3 separate regions of the Mus musculus genome follow, and regions 2 and 3 are each linked to region 1. Evidence: chromatin contacts called from public promoter capture Hi-C data. All regions are on one chromosome and are shown on one strand. Each heading gives the region's core, a stretch centred on a gene start, on an enhancer-like site or on the middle of the called end of the contact. The rest is flanking DNA. Distances are from core to core; before and after follow the strand shown. Region 1 holds the start of Dbr1 (debranching RNA lariats 1). Region 2 holds the start of Pxylp1 (2-phosphoxylose phosphatase 1). Region 3 holds the start of Rasa2 (RAS p21 protein activator 2).

Region 1 (2,856 bases), core at 14-2,513:
TTAAATGTATACTTCTCTGTTGAGAGGCCAAATCTTGTAAGTTCAGACTCCATTTTAGAGAACCTGGCCAAAGTTTGAACTCAGACAAACTAACCAACATAACACTAGTTTCCAAGTTACCCCTCAACAAGACCAGCGTCCCCAGGTTATTACCCCAACATATCTGCACCCCCAGGTTACGAGGCCACCCCCTGCCTAACGACCACTAATGCAGAGGGAAGCAGAAATTAAGTTTATGATATGACTCCCAGCACCAGCCAATTGTGTTAAAGGCCATGGTAGCTCTCGAATTAGATGCTTAACTACCACCACTACCACATCCCACCCTCTGCTTGTAGCTTTCTATAAAGTCTTGTCCCCACTGACATTCGGGGTACACCAAAAACTGTGCTGTGTGTTGGTGGCGAGCCACAGCGAGCTGGGATAGAATAAAGACCGTGCTATGAGTTACATCAGATGGGCTCCTGCCTGGTTTTGGGGGATCGCTAACACTTTCGTGGCGCTACAACTGTATGCCCTTGATTAGATTTCCTTTACTGGCTTTCTTCTTTGCCATTCATTCTTCCTTGATTAGTCGCCACCTTTTCTCTCCAGAAGTTTTCGAGATATTTAACCTTTCATTCATCTTGCGTTACAGTTAGGCAAACAATTTGGTAGGAAAATACCCATTCCCCTTAGTCAAAAATAATTTTAGAAATTCCCCCCGGGAGGGTTGGTGTATAGTTTTAAAATAATCAGTAAGCTTCAACGTTGCATTTAAATTTTAATGTCATCATTAAAACCTCTTTTTACTTTCTAATTCATTTTTAAGGCAATCATCGTTGCCAGGGAGAGATTTGCTCTAGGGAATTAATTGCTCAATCGCTCCTGCTCACTTGCTTACCTTGATTTTTTTTTTTTGGTTTTTCGAGACAGAGTTTCTCTGTAGCCTTGGCTGTCCTGGAACTCACTTTGTAGACCAGGAAGGCCTCGAACTCAGAAATCCGCCTGCCTCTGCCTCCCAAGTGCTGGGATTAAAGGCGTGCGCCACCACGCCCGGCTGCTTACCTTGATTTTACTAAATTCAATCCCTATTCTTGGAGATTTTATTTCTTTTTCTAGTTTTAAACAATGTAACCCACTAGATTGCTAGCACGCAAGGGATCACGAAGACAGACAGGGTCTCCATTAAACAAGTTCAAAGTTTCCCCCCTCCGGCTTGACCGGGCCCTTCCCGTTCCCTCTCTCGCGAGACTTGGAAGCCGGAAGTTACATAAAGGACTCGAAACTCAGCCGCGGCTCGGTTGGTGTTGGCGGGAGCCGGGTGGGCCGGCTGCCTGGTGTTCTTTGCTGTGCGACCCGGGCTGCAGGTGCTCCGGGGTGTTGCTGTTGAGTTCCGCGGCCCAACGTCACGATGAGGGTGGCCGTGGCCGGCTGCTGCCACGGCGAGCTGGACAAGATCTACGAGACTCTGGCGCTGGCGGAGCGGCGCGGCTCGGGACCCGTGGATCTCCTTCTGTGCTGCGGCGACTTCCAGGCGGTGCGCAACGAGGCCGACCTGCGCTGCATGGCCGTGCCGCCCAAGTACCGTCACATGCAGACCTTCTACAGGTGAGGGGCGCGCGGCCGGTCCTCGCGTGGGGTTCCAGGTCCTGCTGCCGCAGATCGCGATGTCTGTTGGACCCGGAGCTTAGGAAATGGCCCTGGCCTCCTCCTCTCTGTACACACCTGGCTCTTCTTCCCAGGGACCCGGGGTGACACCAGCAGGTTTAGATACTTTGGATTTGCTAGAACACGATGGTTAGTTGATTTAATGATCTGGTTTTCCCGTGACCTGCTGTGTGCTAGTCTGGGTTCTAGAAGCCCAGACTTGCACTTCACAAAGTTCTTGATCTCAATGAATGTGTGCTCGACACTCAAGATTTAATTTATTCTTAAGGGCAGGGATGGGAAGATAGTGGGGACCGTTTGATCGTTTTTGAGCTCGGCCTTTTCCTTCTGACCTCTTGCTTTTTTGTGTTTAGTTTGGTTCCTGACAGCTTTATTACCGTTATGTTGTAGATATTACTCTGGAGAGAAAAAGGCCCCGGTTCTCACCATCTTCATTGGAGGAAACCATGAAGCCTCAAACCATTTGCAAGAGTTACCCTATGGTGGCTGGGTAGCGCCGAATATTTATTATTTAGGTATGTGTTTATGTGCACTTTTTTTGGTCTTGTCAGAATCTGTACCAGCTGGGCAGCTTCTAGAAGACATGTGGTGAATGCCATTAACTTAAATAATCATGAGAATTGAGTTAAAATAGTTATTAAATGGCCAGTCATGAACATACATCCATTTTCTTCTAGAGGTTTAAATAATAGCTAATATGATGACAAGTTTTTTTTTTTGTAGTCTCTTTGCTTTTTTCTTATTGCATTAAACTTTATAATGGAAAATGCTAAACATACATAAAAATACCGAGTAGTTTAATAAATTTCTTTACTTGTTAACCTCAACTCCTATTACTTTGTTCTACTCCCATATTTAAATATCCAGTATTGTTTAAACTTTTCCTGAGGGAGATGGCTGGGATGCCTTAAAGCAAATCCTAACCACTGGGTTATTTCATTTGTGGATTTTTAAGTACATGACTCCCCCTACCCCAAGATGTATTTATTTATCTACCGTGTATACAGTGTTCTGAGTGCATATGTGCCTACAGAGCACCAGATCCCATTATAGATGGTTAGAAGCCACCATGTGGTGCTGGGAATTGAACTCGGGACCTGTGGAAAAGCATCCAGTGCTCTGAGCCATCTCTCCAGCCCCTAAGTACATGACTTTCGAGTGATAGATTTTTTTTAGACACACGTAGTTCTGGTGCCATTTTATACC
Region 2 (2,993 bases), core at 24-2,523, 2.7 Mb before region 1:
GGGCACCAACACCTCTGAGGAGGGGGCTGGTGCCAAGCCCGACCGACAGTTCCAGAGGGTAGGCTGGGCTCATCACTGTCTAGTCCATAGTCAGGGTCCAGCCTGGGACTTGCCGCAAAGAGCAACAAATGTCCCTAAGCCATGGAACTCTCCCAGAGCCCCTCCTTGATCACTCACTCATCCCACATTTCCCTATCCACACCAGATCTGATCCAGATTCCTAACTGGTTTTTACCTGTTGAATGTTTAGGAAGCATCCTTGCCTTTCCACAAAGACACGGGCCCACCCTAGAGGGGACAGTTACGTTCCCAGAGCTGTGGTGAGAGAGTGGGGATGTGGCTCCATTTCCCCAGCATAGCTAAATCTTCCCCGATCCACAGGTACTACTGACAGCCAGTCACAGCAGCAAAGAAAACCTGCTCCATATTTGTGGGTAGCAAAGCCGGCTTCTTTTTAAGAAATCGCAACCTATCCAAGTTCACCAAGCAAAAGCAAGCAAAGAAGTAACCACACTGTCCTAAACAGAACACTGAGCAAGCATAACCTGCACGCGTGAAGTGGCCCTGGGCTGGGCCCAGGGTTCCTGCGCCGCAGGCAGCAGGTAGCTGGCGAAGCACCAGCCCCACCCCCGGGGCAGGCCCTGAAGTTGCAGCCCCTTTTTACCTGGACACTGCAGCTATGGGACAGCCGGGAGAAGGGGGACCCCGGAGCTCAGATTCCCGCTGAGTCGTTCAGCAGGAGCGCCTAGGCAGAATGGGACCCCGCTGGGGTGGCGGCGGGGACCGTAGGAGCAGAGCTGGGAGGGAGAGGCGAGCGGCAGGCAACCAGGAGGAGGTAGGCGTGGGAGGGCTTGAGGGAGAAAAGGGGGTGTGCGGGCAGGCTTCTAGGGTGCAGGGCTGAGAAAGGGGAGACGGATCGGAGGGCAGGGACCCCTCTCCAACGCGGGGAGGGTATGGGGAGAGGTGGCAACTGGGGAGCGCGTAGATAAGGGAAAGAGCTTGGTGGCAGGGCTCACACCCGCTGCTTGGAAGCCCGCCCCTGCCTCCGGATCTTGGCATCGCGGACACCTCTCCGGGGTCGCCCCCCAAGACCCTAGACACAAGCCCGCCTTGCGAGAAGCCTCACAACCGCTGGGACCCGGCGCGCACCACACTCACCGCCTACGGTCCCGGCCTCCGTCGCTGTGCGTAGGGATCTCCACCCGCAGCCAGCTCCTCCTGGCGGGAGTGCAGGCGGCGGTGGCGCGCGCAGGCCGCCAAACTCGGGGTTCCGCAGCGCCCCCTACCGGGACCGCCGGGTCCCTGCCCGGCCCGACGCGCTCAGGGCGCCCTGGAGCTCCGCCCCGCAGGCGGCCGTGCGGGACCAGCAGGCTGCGGCGACCCGCATCCCGGGCCTTGGAGGCACACATGGCCTGGAGTGTCCAAACAGTCATCCAGACAGGCTCCGGTCGCGCCGTCCGGGTCCGGGAAAGCGCGCGCACTCGGAGCGCACAGGGCCTATGCTCCTCCCTATGCCGGACTTAGGACCCGGGAGGGTGCCATGGCCCCAGGACACTGCCCTGGACCCGTCCCAGCCTTGGCTAGGGTGCTTTGTGACTGCGTGCCTAACTCCGCGCCGCGGATCTAGCTGCGGATGTGGGTCCTGCGGTGCCTCGTGGACTCAAAACTGGCATATCCTAGCCACCGTGCCACCTCCACCCAAGCGCCTGTCCCGCGCTTCTCTTCCGGCGCGGGCCACATCCGGCCTGTGTCTACTCTAGACCTGGCAGTAGTTTTGTCCCTAAAGGCCTGCAGGCATCCACCCTTGAGAGGTCGTGGCTGTGTCACGGGGGCGTTTCTGCATGACCCCAGGGCTGCCAGCCAAAGACCCGCGCAGCACTCGTTCTATAAAGCTGTGTTTGTGGGTCTTTTGTTGTTGTTGTTTCAAATGCTGTAAAAAAGGATCTCACCAACCACAATTGTGAGATTGCCTTTGTTGTCAGTTCTGGGACTACAGTGACACCCTTGTGCCTCTCTCAACTGCAAAAGAGGTGCGGTTTTGAGGGTAGCGCATCACTTGATTTTCCCTAACTCATTCGATAGTGACTAAATCAAAACACTTTATATTTTATCCATATTTTTACCTCCAATTTCTCCCCTCAAATCAGCTAGATTCTACTTCCCTAGCCTGCATTCCATTTACCCCCATGGTCCAGCCATCTGGAATGCCTTCTCTGTTCAATGCCTTGATGGCCAGCTGGCACTTGCCTGAGGACACTAGTTACTATCCCTCTCACCCAATTACCCAGGCTCAACACCACCTTCAGCCTGCTTATCCCTTCAGTACTAGCGACAGCTTTCTCCAATACGTGAGCATGAAATCTCACTCCCCGTTAAATTCCTACTTGGGCTGGCCCTCAAGGACCACCACAGTCCAGGCATCCTATCCAACACAGACTCTTCCTTCTCGCCACGGACTCTTGACAGTTCTGCTCTAATTCCAAGTTCCACTCCTTCACAAGTCACACAGGCTGCAGATGACAGACAACTCCATCCACACTAGCCCAAAGCAAAATACATACATACATACATACATACATACATACATACATACATACATACATACATCAGAAAAGGGGGTTAGGGCAGGGCTTGTCAGCTTCAGGCCTGGAACTTGACCCCAGATGCTCAGCTTTGCTTTCTCTCAAGTCTACTACCCTTTCAGGAACACGGGAGTCTCCAGCCGACGCAGGCTCGCAACTCTGCCTCCACCACAAACCCAGCCTCTCTCTGCAAACTACCCAGGCCTGATTTTGTTCTGGATGGAGCCCTTGTGGGTCTGTGCCACATCTTCTGTAACCCATAGGCGTATGTTCCCTTTCTTGGCTACTTACTTACCCTTCCCATGGGATATGTAGACAGTCTTAGGTTCAACATGACCACAAGAGGATGAAAGGTGACTCGGGCATCATTTCTCTACAAAAATTTGCCACTATCCCACTCGACTGGGGTAT
Region 3 (2,790 bases), core at 72-2,571, 2.9 Mb before region 1:
ATGCTTGCTCCTGGGGTTTTAATAAAATTCCAAATCCTTGAAAGGGGAGTAACATCAAAAACTCAAGTGGGAGAATCCAAAAGAAGCATCGAGATTTAAGAATTAAAGTTTATACTCTGCCAAAGAAAGAGCAGTATCAGCCATTCTAACACAATTGAATTTTCAACATATAAAATATCTCTTATAGCCAGGCATTATTTAGGAGACCGATTTCATTCTGGGGATAAAATAATCTGAATTAAAAAAGGTTTTCAACTAAAGTAACAATAAACTCTACTGATTCGCCAGTCATACAGTGAAAAGGGACCATCTCAATAAGCTGGGGGAAGTCGATCTAATATCAAAGGGTCGTTTTAAAGAGGAAGGATAGCAATGACAAACGAACTGGCCCGTCTCTGAGTAAGAGTCTACACTCATCGGTGCGGCTCTCACAAATGCACGGGAGAGAATCAAGTGGGTTGAGCGCGGACTGGATGACTGAGTTTTGAGACCTGCTCACAGGAAGCCACTACATCCTGCCCCAAGTCACCGTCAGTCACGCCGGCTCTCGATTCAAGTCCCCGCCGCGGCAAGGTGGGGCGGGCACAGGTGTCCCGCCCGAGCTCCCCGGGCGCCCCGCTCGCCCGCGCAGCCTCGCCCACCGGAGCCCCCGCCACCGGCTCCCGCAGTCCCCAGCGCCCGCCTCAACCTCGCACTGGCAGAGGAGCCCCAGGGAGCTCACACCCCCTCCTCAGCCCGCCGCCCGGCCCGGCCCGGCCCGGCCCCGCCCCGCCGCAGCCGGCCTCCCTCCCTCCTCCAGCCGCGCCTCCCTTGTAATTACCACGGGGCTCCCACCTCGGGCCGCTCCCGTCGTCCGCGGCCGCCCGCAGGCCTGCGTCGGAGGGAGGCCGGAAACTCCGCGCGCCCCCGGCCGCGCCCCGGGCTCCCGCGTCCAGGCCGCGCTCCAGGCAGCGCCCCTCGCGCCGCGCCGGTCCGGTCCGCGCGTGCAGGTCCTCACCCCGCTCGCTCCGAGGGGGAGCCCCGACCCGCGCCGGGCAGTCGGTCGACGCGGCGCCTCCCCCCAACACACCCCCATCCAGTCTCACCAGTCCCGGGCGGCCGCCGGTGCCGCCACCCCCGCGCGTGCCCGCCGCCCACCCTCCGCGCCGCCCCGGGGGTCCCCTCAGCCCCGGCCCCGCTTACAGATCCTGCCGCGCAGGCTCTGCAGCACTCGGACCTCACGACTGTCCTCGTCTCCCGTCTCCGGGTCTGCGCTGCCCGAGACGGCCGGCGCCTCGGGAGAAGCCGCCGCAGCAGGCGCTGCCGCCGCCATGGTGCCGCCCGGCCCCTACCCCAGCCCTACCGCCTGCGTAGCCGGGCAAGGCGGAGCCGGAGCGAGGCCTAGGCCGGATCGAGCCTCGCTGTAGCCCCGCCTCGGCCTCGGGCTGACTCGCCCCGCCCCTCGCGCCGTGCCCGCCCTGCATCCGCCTCGCCTTGCCTCCCTGGGCAAGTCGCGAGAGGCGCTCTGAAACCCCCACAAGGAGGAAAACCCTGGCCCTGCTGTGATCCCCAGAACCCTGAGAATTGGACGTCCCCCACGAACGGACCTCTAGGTCCCCAGATGCTCAAGGAAAAGAAAAGTCCCCAGTCAGAATGACTCCAGGTTCCAGGAAAAAGTTTGGCATTTTGGCAAACGTCAAGAGATGTATTAGAGACTCTTCCAGCGGTGTCTAGATGCTCCCGCAGTGCGGCACGTGGGGGACAAACCACATACTCAACCTTTGCTCTGGGAACATTGCTCTGCAAAAAGTTGGGTCAAGAAAAGGACCACAGACTCCGTCCAGTCCTGTCTGAGACCCAGAGAAATTTTGAGTTTATCACCAGTTTTGCATTTCAGAATCGGAACGGTGACCTCTTTCCCACTCCCAGAAGCAGGCTTTTTAGAAAGTAGATTGGCCCTGGGAAGTTTGTAAATCTTCAACTAGTTGTTGCCACTATCTTAAGGGAACTATTTACAGTGAGTAAACTGTGTGGATAACACCCTGGTATGTGAGGAGAGGGATGATTTCCTGGTCCTGAGGTTTAACTGCGCTGCCCTAAGAAGGAAGAAACTGATTTAATAGAGCAGGGTTGTTCTTTGCCAGGTGCTAGAGTCAGCCAGTCAAGGAATGTTTTCAGACATATAGGAATGGCCCTAGGGCAAAAAGACGGGGCAGAAGGCGCCAAGACCATGAGCACCTCAACCTGGAAGGGCACACAGAGAGAAGAAGCAAGTTGTGGAAACAGAGTCAAGGAGAGCCTGCCTGGGAAGAGTGAACAGACGACAAGCAAGCCCAGAAGCCACTTGTGCCAAGGCCAGTCAGGCAGACGGAGTGACCTAAGCTTGCTGGATGTCTTAGGCTACCGAGCAATACTTCCAGTCCAGCTGGTGATGCATGAGGGTGCCCCTTGTCCTGTACCATACAGCCTTGGAGAAAGTGAGCTTACCTCTCCTTCCAGGCATTTTGTTGTTTCAAACAGAAACTCCAAATGGTATTTCCCTTTCTTTCCAAATCAGAGCTCACACACCACAGGCCAGAGACTGGCTTTTTCTATTTTAAAACGTTTAATGCTTTATTGGTATGTCTTACTTATACACAGTCATGGTGTGATACCGTTTTCATACACATGTTTAATGTATGCATAGTATTCAATACCCTCTTCATCGCCGTCCACATCCCCTGCACCCCCTTCCTCTCCTCCCAGCTGGCTTTCTTCCCCTCCAATCCCCTGGAAGGTCAGTGGATGGCTGTTGGGAGGTGGTTCTCCTTT

The links. Promoter capture Hi-C pulls out the DNA fragments that hold promoters and counts their contacts.
Region 2: a contact with region 1 is called in a promoter capture Hi-C map of second pharyngeal arch cranial neural crest. The contact joins the promoter of Pxylp1 here to the promoter of Dbr1 in region 1. A contact is called at or near these places in 2 of 39 promoter capture datasets (pre-B cells and second pharyngeal arch cranial neural crest).
Region 3: a contact with region 1 is called in a promoter capture Hi-C map of cranial neural crest. The contact joins the promoter of Rasa2 here to the promoter of Dbr1 in region 1.

The regions. Positions count from the first base shown.
Region 1 is chr9:99,574,536-99,577,391 of GRCm38.p6, forward strand. Dbr1 (debranching RNA lariats 1) reads left to right here and starts at 1,264. Exons shown (of 8, transcript NM_031403.3): 1 at 1,264-1,590; 2 at 2,041-2,165. The coding sequence starts at 1,394.
Region 2 is chr9:96,888,201-96,891,193 of GRCm38.p6, forward strand. It overlaps Pxylp1 (2-phosphoxylose phosphatase 1), which reads right to left and starts at 1,274. Exons shown (of 6, transcript NM_001289647.1): 1 at 1,159-1,274.
Region 3 is chr9:96,630,182-96,632,971 of GRCm38.p6, forward strand. Rasa2 (RAS p21 protein activator 2) reads right to left here and starts at 1,322. Exons shown (of 24, transcript NM_053268.2): 1 at 1,183-1,322. The coding sequence starts at 1,312.